2 separate regions of the Mus musculus genome follow, and region 1 is linked to region 2. A link is a contact called in public Hi-C data. All regions are on one chromosome and are shown on one strand. The core of a region is the stretch at or near the end of the contact, and the rest is flanking DNA. Distances in the headings are between cores, read along the strand shown.

Region 1 (4,774 bases), core at 2,066-4,565, 190 kb after region 2:
CACACCCAAATTTATCAGTCCCTCACCAGGCAGCCATATTCTCACATCAGATCCTGGGCCTTCAACAACATAGTTGTAGGCAGTGAATTACAGTGATGTTTTCTCTCCCTCCCACTCTCTCTCAAACACCTGAAAATATATTCCTAAAGCTACTCTATACTCTGGCAAGTGGAGCCACACTGATGTCACCGTCCCAGAAGGTAATCCAAACACAAGCGCCAGCCCCCAAACTGTTTTCATCTGCCGCCAAACCCGAGCAAAAGCAAGCAACAGCACCCCTCCACACCCAGAAACATGCACCATGCCCGGCTGCTCCTAACCCTTGAGCTGCCTGGCTGAGCCGGTACCAGCACCCAGAAGCTGCCAACTTCCCTGTCCACGCATATCAGCTATTACTGTCAGATGCAGAACTAAGAACTATGACTCCCTGGACTCGTGACAAAAATAACCCGCAATTTGTCAAGCCGCTCACATGACACCTGAGAGGGATCTTTGGGTATTTTGTGAAAGAAACGGGTGTCCCATGAGCAGTGACCCCTGACCTCCGTGCCTGGGTCCCTCAGACTACGGACACTGCCACACGCAGCAGAAAGGATATGCATGCACTGAAAGAGGACGCTCAGGAAGTTGTGCAGAGAAATAATGAATGTGTCGGCCCATTGTCGAGAAAAGTAGGTAGCAAAGGTGGGGTTGGTGTCTGGGGACGGCAAGAAGGGCAGGACAAACCAATCCTTCCACTCAGCCTGGTTCTGGAGCTCCGTGGCCTGCTTTGCAAAGAACTCCTGTGCCTTGTCATTTCGGTTTGTCTGCCAAGATACAAAGAAAGTTGCAAGGGAGGAGAAAGACAAGCCCCCGAGTCAGGTAGTCAGGTTCTTCACTGTTGCAGAGCAGCAGCCTTCGCATACCTCCTGTCAGGCCAGTAAAACAGTATCTATATATAAAGAAAATCATCACCTTTTTCTCCTTCCTTCCTTTCTTTCTTTTTTTTTTGTTTTTTGGTTTTTTTTGTTTGTTTTTTGGTTTTTTTTTTTCAAGACAGGATTTCTCTGTGTGGCCCTGACTGTCCTGGAACTCACTCTGTAGACCAGGCTGGCCTCGAACTCAGAAATCTGCCTGTCTCTGCCTCCCAAGTGCTGGGATTAAAGGCATGTGCCACCCCTGCCCGGCCTTTTCTCATTTCAAAGCTGATTTATACTGCAGTTCTGGGGCTGGGGGATAGCTCAGTTGTAGATCATTCATCTGGAATGCACAGAGTCCTAGGTTCAATCCCCAGCACCAGCTAAAACCAGGCACGCGGCACACCTGTCTACCTAGCACTTGAAATACTGAAGCAGGAAGATCAGAAGTTCAAGGTCATCCTCAACACATATCAAGTTAGAGGCCAGCCCAGGACACATGAGACTCAACCAATTTCAAAATCAAAAGTCAACTGAGGTTCTCTTGACAAGTGCCATACTGAAAACAATCCCTAGGTGATGCTCAAATAATCTAAATTAGTGCCCCAAATCAGCTACATTTTGTTTTGCTTTTAGAGACAGGGTTTCTCTGTGCAGCCCTGGCTATCCTAGAATTCACTCTGCAGCAGAGACTGGCCTCAAACTCAGAGATTCACCTACCCCTGCCTCCTGAGTGCTGGGAAAGAAGGGAGAAGTGCACCACCACTGCCAGCTCCAGCTTTGTATATAGTTTATATATAAAATATATATAACGTTTATAGTCCTTAAAATGCCACACAAGTTTACATGCTTAAAACCAAAAGGACATAGAACTGGGGAAAACCAATCAGATGATCTCTACAGATCATAAGACACTGGGGATGGGGAAACAGTCAAAAGCAAGAAGTACCTGGATTGTGTAGACAAGATAAAAGCGGAACAGGCTGGTTTTCAGTTTGTTGATGGTAGGTCGATAGATATCCTCCAAGCGGCTGAAGAGCCTGCGTTCCAGGTAGCTCCAATAATCCCGAAGGGCAGCCAAGTCGTAAACCTGCATCAACTGTTGCAGCTGGTCCACAATCTTGTCCACCTGAGGGGAGACAGACAGAAGGAAATTCTCACCTCACTATACATCGTATAGTTTCATCTTCTTCCTATGGCTCCCAGATGTAAAAACATATAGTCCAGTTGGCAATCTATAAAATCCCCAAGATATGTTAGCATACTAGCTTTCAAGTTATTTTCTCATGCTAGATACAGGACTTGGTGCTCTGGCAAGCTCGGAAATTCCAGAAAGCAAGAGCTTTGGCTCCAGGTGTTGAGTCTCCTTGACCAACTTGGCAATGTCACTTCAACAGCAGTCTTGATTGCCTCACACTGTAAAAATAAGTAAGAGCCAATGAGCCAGAGACAATTGCCAGGGTCCTCGTCCCAGCTCCACAGTTTCTGAATTCCAAGAGACACAGTGATTACTGGCTCCCTGCGGGTCATCAGAGTCCCACCTGAGCCTCAGTGGCTGCTGCCTTCAGTCAAAGACAATCACACCATGACAGTGTTTTGAATACCACTGCTGTCTGGAGTAGGGAAATGCTTTGCTTTGCCACCAAGCAACCAATAAACTCGAAAGGTAGAAACCAATATCCTAACTTCCTTCTGATGCGCCAACAACTAGCTCACCACCTCCCTCAATCCATCTGCCCAAGACCAATTTAACTCTGTACGTGCAAACATACAAATCATAAGCAAAGAAATCCCAAGCGCCTCTCAGTGGAAACTAGTATCAGAGAACTTTGTGCTTCAAAGCAGAAGGGAATCTTCCAATGATTCCCTGATGCCATTCTTACAATCTACCTCCCAGACCTGAACCCAGTCTTCTGGGCGCAGCCCCCTTTGCTCCCGCTTCTTCCATCAAAATTCAGACTTGCGCTCAACCATGGCTCTTAAAGTGTTGTAACCACGCCGGCCAGCCATTGGCTAGCACCTGCTGAGAGGCTGGCATGGAGTGAAGCCCTGTACCGGGAACCAGGGACCTGAGTCCCGATGCTCCTGACTCACTCACTGAGCAACTTCGGGCATGTCACGACCATCTCCGGCCCTCAGTTCCTCCTATGTCAAGCGAGGGCCAGACCGGAGACGCCTTCAGTCCCCTACCATGCAGTGACAGCGCCGCCCTCGCCCCGGAGGGCAGGGTTGGAGCAGGAGGCCCGCCCCCCGAGCCGCCTCCGCCGCCCCTGCCGACCCCTCACCCGGAACCCCTTCTCTTTGTCCGCCTTGATCTCCGCATCCAGCTGCCGCAGTGTGTGCGTGAAGCCACGGAAGAGCAGGTACTCCCGGACCAGCTCGTCTGTGCGCTCCACCGCCTCCGCCATCGCTGCGCGCGCGCGCTGCAAAAGACCCGAGCCGCTCAGGGCGGAGGGGCGGGGCTTGGAGCGACGGGGCGGAGCCTATCTCGGGCGCCTCGTACGTCACGCCACGCCCAACCTACCAACCTTGCGCTCCGCCCCGCCCCGCAGGCGCCCCGCCCATCTCCCCCTGTAGCCCCGCCCCTCCCTACTCTCAGCCAGCTCCCGGGCGTCTCGGCTTGCTGAAGTTTTCTGGTGATACAGAGTGTGTCCTGAGTTGCTAACACTGATGCCTCGATCCAAGTAAAGTAAAGCTGGACCTTGCGAACCTTCCACATATTCACAGGGCGGGGAGGGAGTGATGTTCCCAGCTTATTGGCATGACACTGCAGAATCTTTTGTCCTCTATCCTCCTCTTACAAAAGGAGAAAACTCGAGCCCCAACAGGTAAAGTGGCCAGTGTGAAGTCAACTCATAAAAGTCCAGCTTGGACCTCTTTTCTTTTCTTTTCTTTTCTTTTCTTTTCTTTTCTTTTCTTTTCTTTTCCTTTCCTTTCCTTTCCTTTCCTTTCCTTTCCTTTCTTTTCTTTTCTTTTCTTTTCTTTTCTTTTCTTTTCTTTTCTTTTCCTTCTTTTTTGGCCAGGGCCTCACACACGCTAGGCAAGCACCCTACCGCTGAGCTGCTTTTGGGTTTTGTCACAGTCTCACTAAATTGACCACACAGATCTTGAACTTGCAATAAAAAAAAAATCCCCACCACCAGTCCTGTCTAGCCCTGAGTTCCTGAGTAAGAAGGGTAAACTATACCAACCAAGATGTACCACTTAGAGAAATTTTAAAAAAGGCAAGTTTCAGAAGGGTGTGACCTATGGTCCCAGTTTCTTGTTAGTTTTTTCAATTAATTGTGGTTTTGTGAACAGTTTTTAAACTCAGGAAAATTGTAAAACAACCTATATTTTATTCTCTGAAGGACTTCCAGTTCCTTTTGCCTTCTTTCTTTTTCTTGTTTAGAAAATTATTTGAAGTTTTTACAAGGCATACATACACATTTTGCCTTATTTCTTCATCTTTGAGAGAGCACTGATAATGTCCACCAGGCACAGTCATAATGACGATTTGATAAGATAGTGCATGAAGACCAGGCGTGGTGGTGTATACTCTGGAGACAGAGCTAGGCAGGTCTCTGTGAGTTCAAGGCCAGCCATTCTTAATTAAAAAAAAAAAAAAAAAGCCGGGCATGGTGGTGCACGCCTTTAATCCCAACACTCGGGAGGCAGAGGCAGGCGGATTTCTGAGTTCGAGGCCAGCCTGGTCTACAAAGTGAGTTCCAGGACAGCCAGGACTACACAGAGAAACCCTGTCTCAAAAACACCAAAAAAAAAAAAAAAAAGGCATCAAAAAGATCAAATTATTTATGTGTATACACACACACATACATACACACACACACACACACATACACACATGGGTGTGGGTATCTATGCCCTTGTGGGGGCCC
Region 2 (5,005 bases), core at 2,302-4,801:
TGTATCCAATCTTTCTTCACCCATCAAAAGTGGCTCTGTAGAGGTTGGTCCAACAAGGCAGGTACAGGCGCAGAGAGCTCAGCTCCCCGACTTGTCCCTGGCATCCCTGGCATTCCTAACTGGGTGGTGAGGATGCATTTCCCACAGGCGCACAGCTGCACGCCTCTGCTCTACTTTCCCACGTACCTTGGGGCTGAAAAGGTGGCTGTGGACTCTCTGGCCTGAAGTCCCAGCTACCATGTGGAATGGTGCTGAAGCTCCAAAACCCAATTTACAAATGAAAGTTTTGGAAAGGCTTTTCTATAAATGTAGCACTGGCTGGATTTGTTTCCAGCCCTAATTGAATTTTTAAGAGGAGTCTTTTAGAATCTGTAAACCTCCCTCACTTCCATCTATTCATTCAACAAATATTCTGAGTTTCCTGTACTAGTTAGTATGTTGTATCGGGCACTAAGAACATTGAAAAGAACAAAGCCCAGGCTCTGTCCCCAAGCTTATGTCATTCTGTAACCTCCCAAACGCTTCATAAGTAAGCTTTGCCATCACCCTTTATCTACTGCCCAAATGTGTGTGTGTGTGTGTGTGTGTGTGTGTGTGTGTGTGTGTGTGTGTGAGCGCATTCGTATGCCTCAGAGAGCCTCAATTCTGAACTAACTCCTGTAAATGACACCATGATCTCAAAAAGTCACTTCAGCCTGCTTCGACATGGCGAGGCCATGATACAGGAGATGCTAATGTCTGCTGTGTGGAAAGGTGAACAGAGACACCCACCATCCATCAAAGTATACAGAAAAACATTAAGGACAAAAACCTAGTGAAGCTGTTATTAAACAACCTTGCTTTCCCAATGAAAACTTAGTATCAGAGGAACACTTAGGGAGACCATGTGTTCTCCATAGAGCCAGGCAAGAGTCCGTATGATGCAACCTCGTAAGTGAAGTTTTCAGAGTGGTATTTGGTTGTGATGTTGTAACCAGCTTTGTAGTTAAGAAACCCAATTAGGTCATCTTCCTCCCCCTCCCCCCTTAAATATTTTTGCTGGTTGTAGAAATCAAAAAAGCAACTAGGTGGTCGTTGGGTTGTTAAGTTCTGAGCAGATTTGTGAAGGGCACACTTTGCCTGATGCTACGTTTTACACCACAAGTTTGATCAACATCAATTTCCTCTGTGTTTAAGGCCACGTTTTATTAAAGGCAACTTACGTTAAACAAAATTGTTTGGTAAGGGCAGTTTAAAACAATAAACTTGTAGATAAAATAGGCTATGTTTTTCTCATCGGTCTTTCACATTTCCTTCCTAATTTATTATCAACCTCATCACATACAGATGCTGATTAAAATGAATGTGTCCTTCAACCTGTGCTGGGTTCCTGTTTAGACTCTAAGTAACTCTGGACATCTCCTCCTTCCAAGCCACGTCTGCCGGCTTTATTTAATTCTCTCTGTGTTTTCCCTTCCCATGGCTGCTTACTGATTGTGTACTTCAGTGTTTTCTTTGACAAAAATGCCCGAGCTGATGAACTTCTTTTGTTTGGGTCCATTGATGCAGAGGTGTTGGTCTCTGATCATTTGGCCTTATGACTTTGGGCCTTTTTTGTGGTGTAGCATCATGGCACAAGTGTGTGGTGGAAGACACGGTCTACAGACTTGGTTTCTGGGAAACAAAAAGACACAAAAAGGCCAGTTCATAGACATTCTCCTGCTAACTTCTTCTAAGTGGGACCCACTTATTAACAGTAGTGCCCCCTCCACACTACAGTATAGCAAGCCTGGGGACCAAGTCTGTAACCCGGGGCTGGTGAGTAGACTGCTTCACTCTCCTTTTCTAGAGTTTCATCCTCCACATGGTTTTGTCCTTCATTTTGAAAGTCTCAGACGAAGGTTAAGATAACAGCCAAGTACGAATGGTCTCCCCATCCTTCAGAGAAGACCATGCACTGGCCGCTTTAGCATGTTAGGAAGGGAAACACTGTATGCATACAGCAGTGGATTCTACCGAAGGCAGCAAGCAAATCACACCCCTGTGGGGTTTCCAGGGGAAGAGAATGAAGTGACCACTATTAATCACTGAGTGAATGATGGTTTAAAGTGTCTCCACACAAGCCCATGTGTTGTACACTTGGTCCCCAGCTGATGGTTGCTGTTTTGTAGGATTACGGAAGCTTGAGGAGGTGGCGTCTAACAGGTCACCAGGCAGGGGGCTGGGGTTGGGGTCCAGGTTTTAGAGGATAGATCCTTGTCCTGGTAGTTTCCAGTTGCTCTCTGCTTCCTGTCCACCACAAGGTGATGTGTAGAACGGCCTTTTCTAGCTCTCACCGCCATGATGTTTTGATGGAACACACGTAGCCAAGCAACCGTGTGCAGAAGACAGTGTGAGTCAGAAGTTACACTTCTTCCCTGAAGGCTACAGCCATAAGAAAAATACCAGCAGCGGATAGGTTGCTAAGTTCACTGTGCTCTGCCTTCTCCACCTGTGGAAAGGCTAGCGGAAGCTAAGGGAACTAGTCCCCACAGCAACGAATCCCGGTGGAAGCTTCAATCAGTATACCACACCCCTGCTTTTGATTCTGAGCATCCCATTTTTCAGAAACCCCAGAGCCCCCGAGGCTGGGGCAAATGCGGTGGAATTGAGTCTGTGATTGACCTGCATTCATTATCATATCCCACTTTTCAGAAAGTCAAGAGTTCTTTGTCTCTGGTTGTACTTGCTTTGTTTAGTTCCCACTAGGAAGCAGGTCCCACACAACTGTCTTCAGGACAAGTCCAGTCTTCAAGGACATTTGCTAAACACTGAGGCAAAAAAAAAAAAAAAAATAGACTTCCTCATTTTTCTTATTTGTCCTAAATGAGGAACACCAGGAAGGAAAGAATGTGGTAGGATGTAAGATGTGTTTGTCAACCAGGGCCGCCAGTTCTTAAGTACTCTTGACAGATGAGCAACATGTATGTTAAGAATCCCGAGACTTGACCATCCTGAAAATCTTGGGTTCCAGTTTATCTGTTTATTAACAGTGTGCTCAGAGAGAGGTACTTAATGTCTGTGAGTTTCTTACTACATTCATCTACAAAAAAAAAGAGAGAGAGAAAAATGACTGTAGTTAACACAACTTCTGATGTTTAGTGAGAGTTCACAAGGCAGGAGGGGTGGGTGGTTAACTGTGAGAGCCATTTGAGGGAGTTAGTACATAGAAGGTGAGTGGGTTGCTAGGTAATCACAAGAGCAGGGCCAAGTCTGATGGGGTGAATTCGTTTCCTGGAACTTCCAGGGCAAAGTAGAAAGGCAAATGGGTGGCTTAGAAAGACAGAAGTTTGTTAGAAGTCTGAAAGTAACATCAGTGGGGACTCACTCTAGGAGACCACTGGGAAGGGTCTGTCCTGGCCTCTTCTAGCTTCTGATGGCCCTAGATGTCCCTTGGCTCATGGCCTTGTGTCTCAGTAGTTTCACATGCCATTCTGGATGTCTCTTTCCATTGCCCTCCCCCCATGCATGTCTGTGTTTGTGTTCAGAGGACACCAGTTGTACTGGATTGCATACCACTCAGATGACCTCATCTCCACGTCCTTACATCTGCAAAGACCTCCCATTGAAGTCACGGAGAGGCTTAGGGTTAGGAGATCAACAGAGCTCTGTGGGGAATGCAATTCAGCTCATTTGTAAGTGAGCAGATCTCCTAGAATTACATGACACTCAACAGGCCCAGCCAGACCTTTAAAGTTTGCTAATGTCCCCACAAAATGGGCAAACATCTTGCATCCCAGAGGGGGCTATTAGCTAGTCTCTTGAGTATTTCCTAACCACAAAAGTTCCCTAGTCCTAAGAACAGGAAGGGGCTTTTCTCCTGAAATGAAGGACACCCAGAAAGAATTTGTTAACTCTGTTAACTTCAAGGCAAAGAGTTGTACAGTCCCAGATAAAGCTTAGGTCTGCAAAGTTCACGCTCTCTGCTCTGGCCCTGCATACTTCTTAAATGTCCGACCTTACTTAAATATGCGCTTTGATCTCTCCTGGGTCTCAAGACTGGTGAGTTAAAGAGAGACCATGTAAAAGCCCCTACCCCAAAGAGCGGAGATATCTCTGTTAACCAACTTCTCCCAGGAGGCCTGGGATGCTAAGGAGTATGAGCCCCACTCAGAGCTACAGTGAAAACTCCCAATATCCTCAGGCTTAGGAAGACTACAGGAACACAGCAAAGGTGAAAGTGAGCATATGAAAAGAGAAATTTAGAAGAGAGGACATTTTAAGAAGTCAGCTAGACTGAGTGCCAATACAATGTAACCAACCTTCCAACTGAACATGCTACAACTGCTCCTTAACAAAGCAGAGCTGCTCAGTCCTTAAATTGAATACTGTATCGGTTTCCTGGGGTCACTGTTACAAATCACCACCCACTAAGTGGCTTAAAAATGATAGCTGAGTGGTCCTTCCACGGGTGACTGCCCTTCTGTGGATGAGCATAGGATACACCCAGACATAGAAATATTATCCACTACTGAAAAAAAAAAAGGCTGTTAAGTCATGGGGGAAAAAAAAAACTTGTCTGAAACTTGGACAAATACTATGAAGTGAAAGAAATTGGTCTGAAAAAGACCAACATAGCTTTTAAGCATACATTGATCTGTAGAAGCCAAGACTAATGGAGACAGAAGTCATTGGTGAGTGCCAAAGCTTGGGGGAGAAGGAAAGAGGCTTAAGAGGGGCCAGTGAGCAGAGTGCAGGAGGACTTGGGTGAGGGGTATATACTGGAGCTGTGGGGGCAGGTTGTTCAAATGCACAGACAGCATCAGGTCCAAGCGCTGGATAACCCTGCTGTCTGCTCGTGCAACACATCGCTTGGTTTTGGTTTTGAAGCTAAGGTGGAGTTTAAGAAGAAGCTGTCCCAATACATATCTAAACCCGAGCCTTAAGGGGGAGTGAGGTGCTTGGTTAAGAAGAGAATGGTAAACACCCAAGACCTGGTTGCGGGGTTATGGAAAGAGCAATACCTGCCTGGGTCTGTCAGATGTTC

What was found. A called contact is a pair of places that touch in the nucleus more often than the background predicts.
Region 1: a Hi-C map of liver shows a contact between it and region 2, with 2.3 times the contacts expected there. The contact joins the promoter of Wdr91 here to the enhancer-like site in region 2. A contact is called at or near these places in 5 of 39 promoter capture datasets (the 3T3-L1 cell line, the C10 cell line, liver and 1 more), 1 of 15 datasets of contacts at CTCF or cohesin (large pre-B cells), 2 of 484 Hi-C or Micro-C datasets (extraembryonic endoderm stem cells and liver) and 9 of 115 datasets of contacts at active chromatin or transcription factors (embryonic stem cells, extraembryonic endoderm stem cells, large pre-B cells and 2 more).

What each region holds. Positions count from the first base shown.
Region 1 is chr6:34,907,516-34,912,289 of GRCm38.p6, forward strand. It overlaps Wdr91 (WD repeat domain 91), which reads right to left and starts at 3,316. Exons shown (of 15, transcript NM_001013366.1): 1 at 3,182-3,316; 2 at 1,846-2,025; 3 at 599-806. The coding sequence starts at 3,304.
Region 2 is chr6:34,713,865-34,718,869 of GRCm38.p6, forward strand. All of the region lies in intron 3 of Cald1 (caldesmon 1), which reads left to right. It overlaps Gm38787 (a long non-coding RNA gene), which reads right to left. Exons shown (of 3, transcript XR_868972.2): 2 at 1-3,061. Among named protein-coding and RNA genes, the nearest start is that of Gm38787, 16 kb to the right of the region's middle. Within about 2 kb of position 3,552, at least 104 of the 459 cell types and tissues checked have an H3K27ac peak or open chromatin away from gene starts, as enhancers often do. A contact at or near this core is called in embryonic stem cells, liver, pancreatic cancer cells and 1 more, where this site is marked.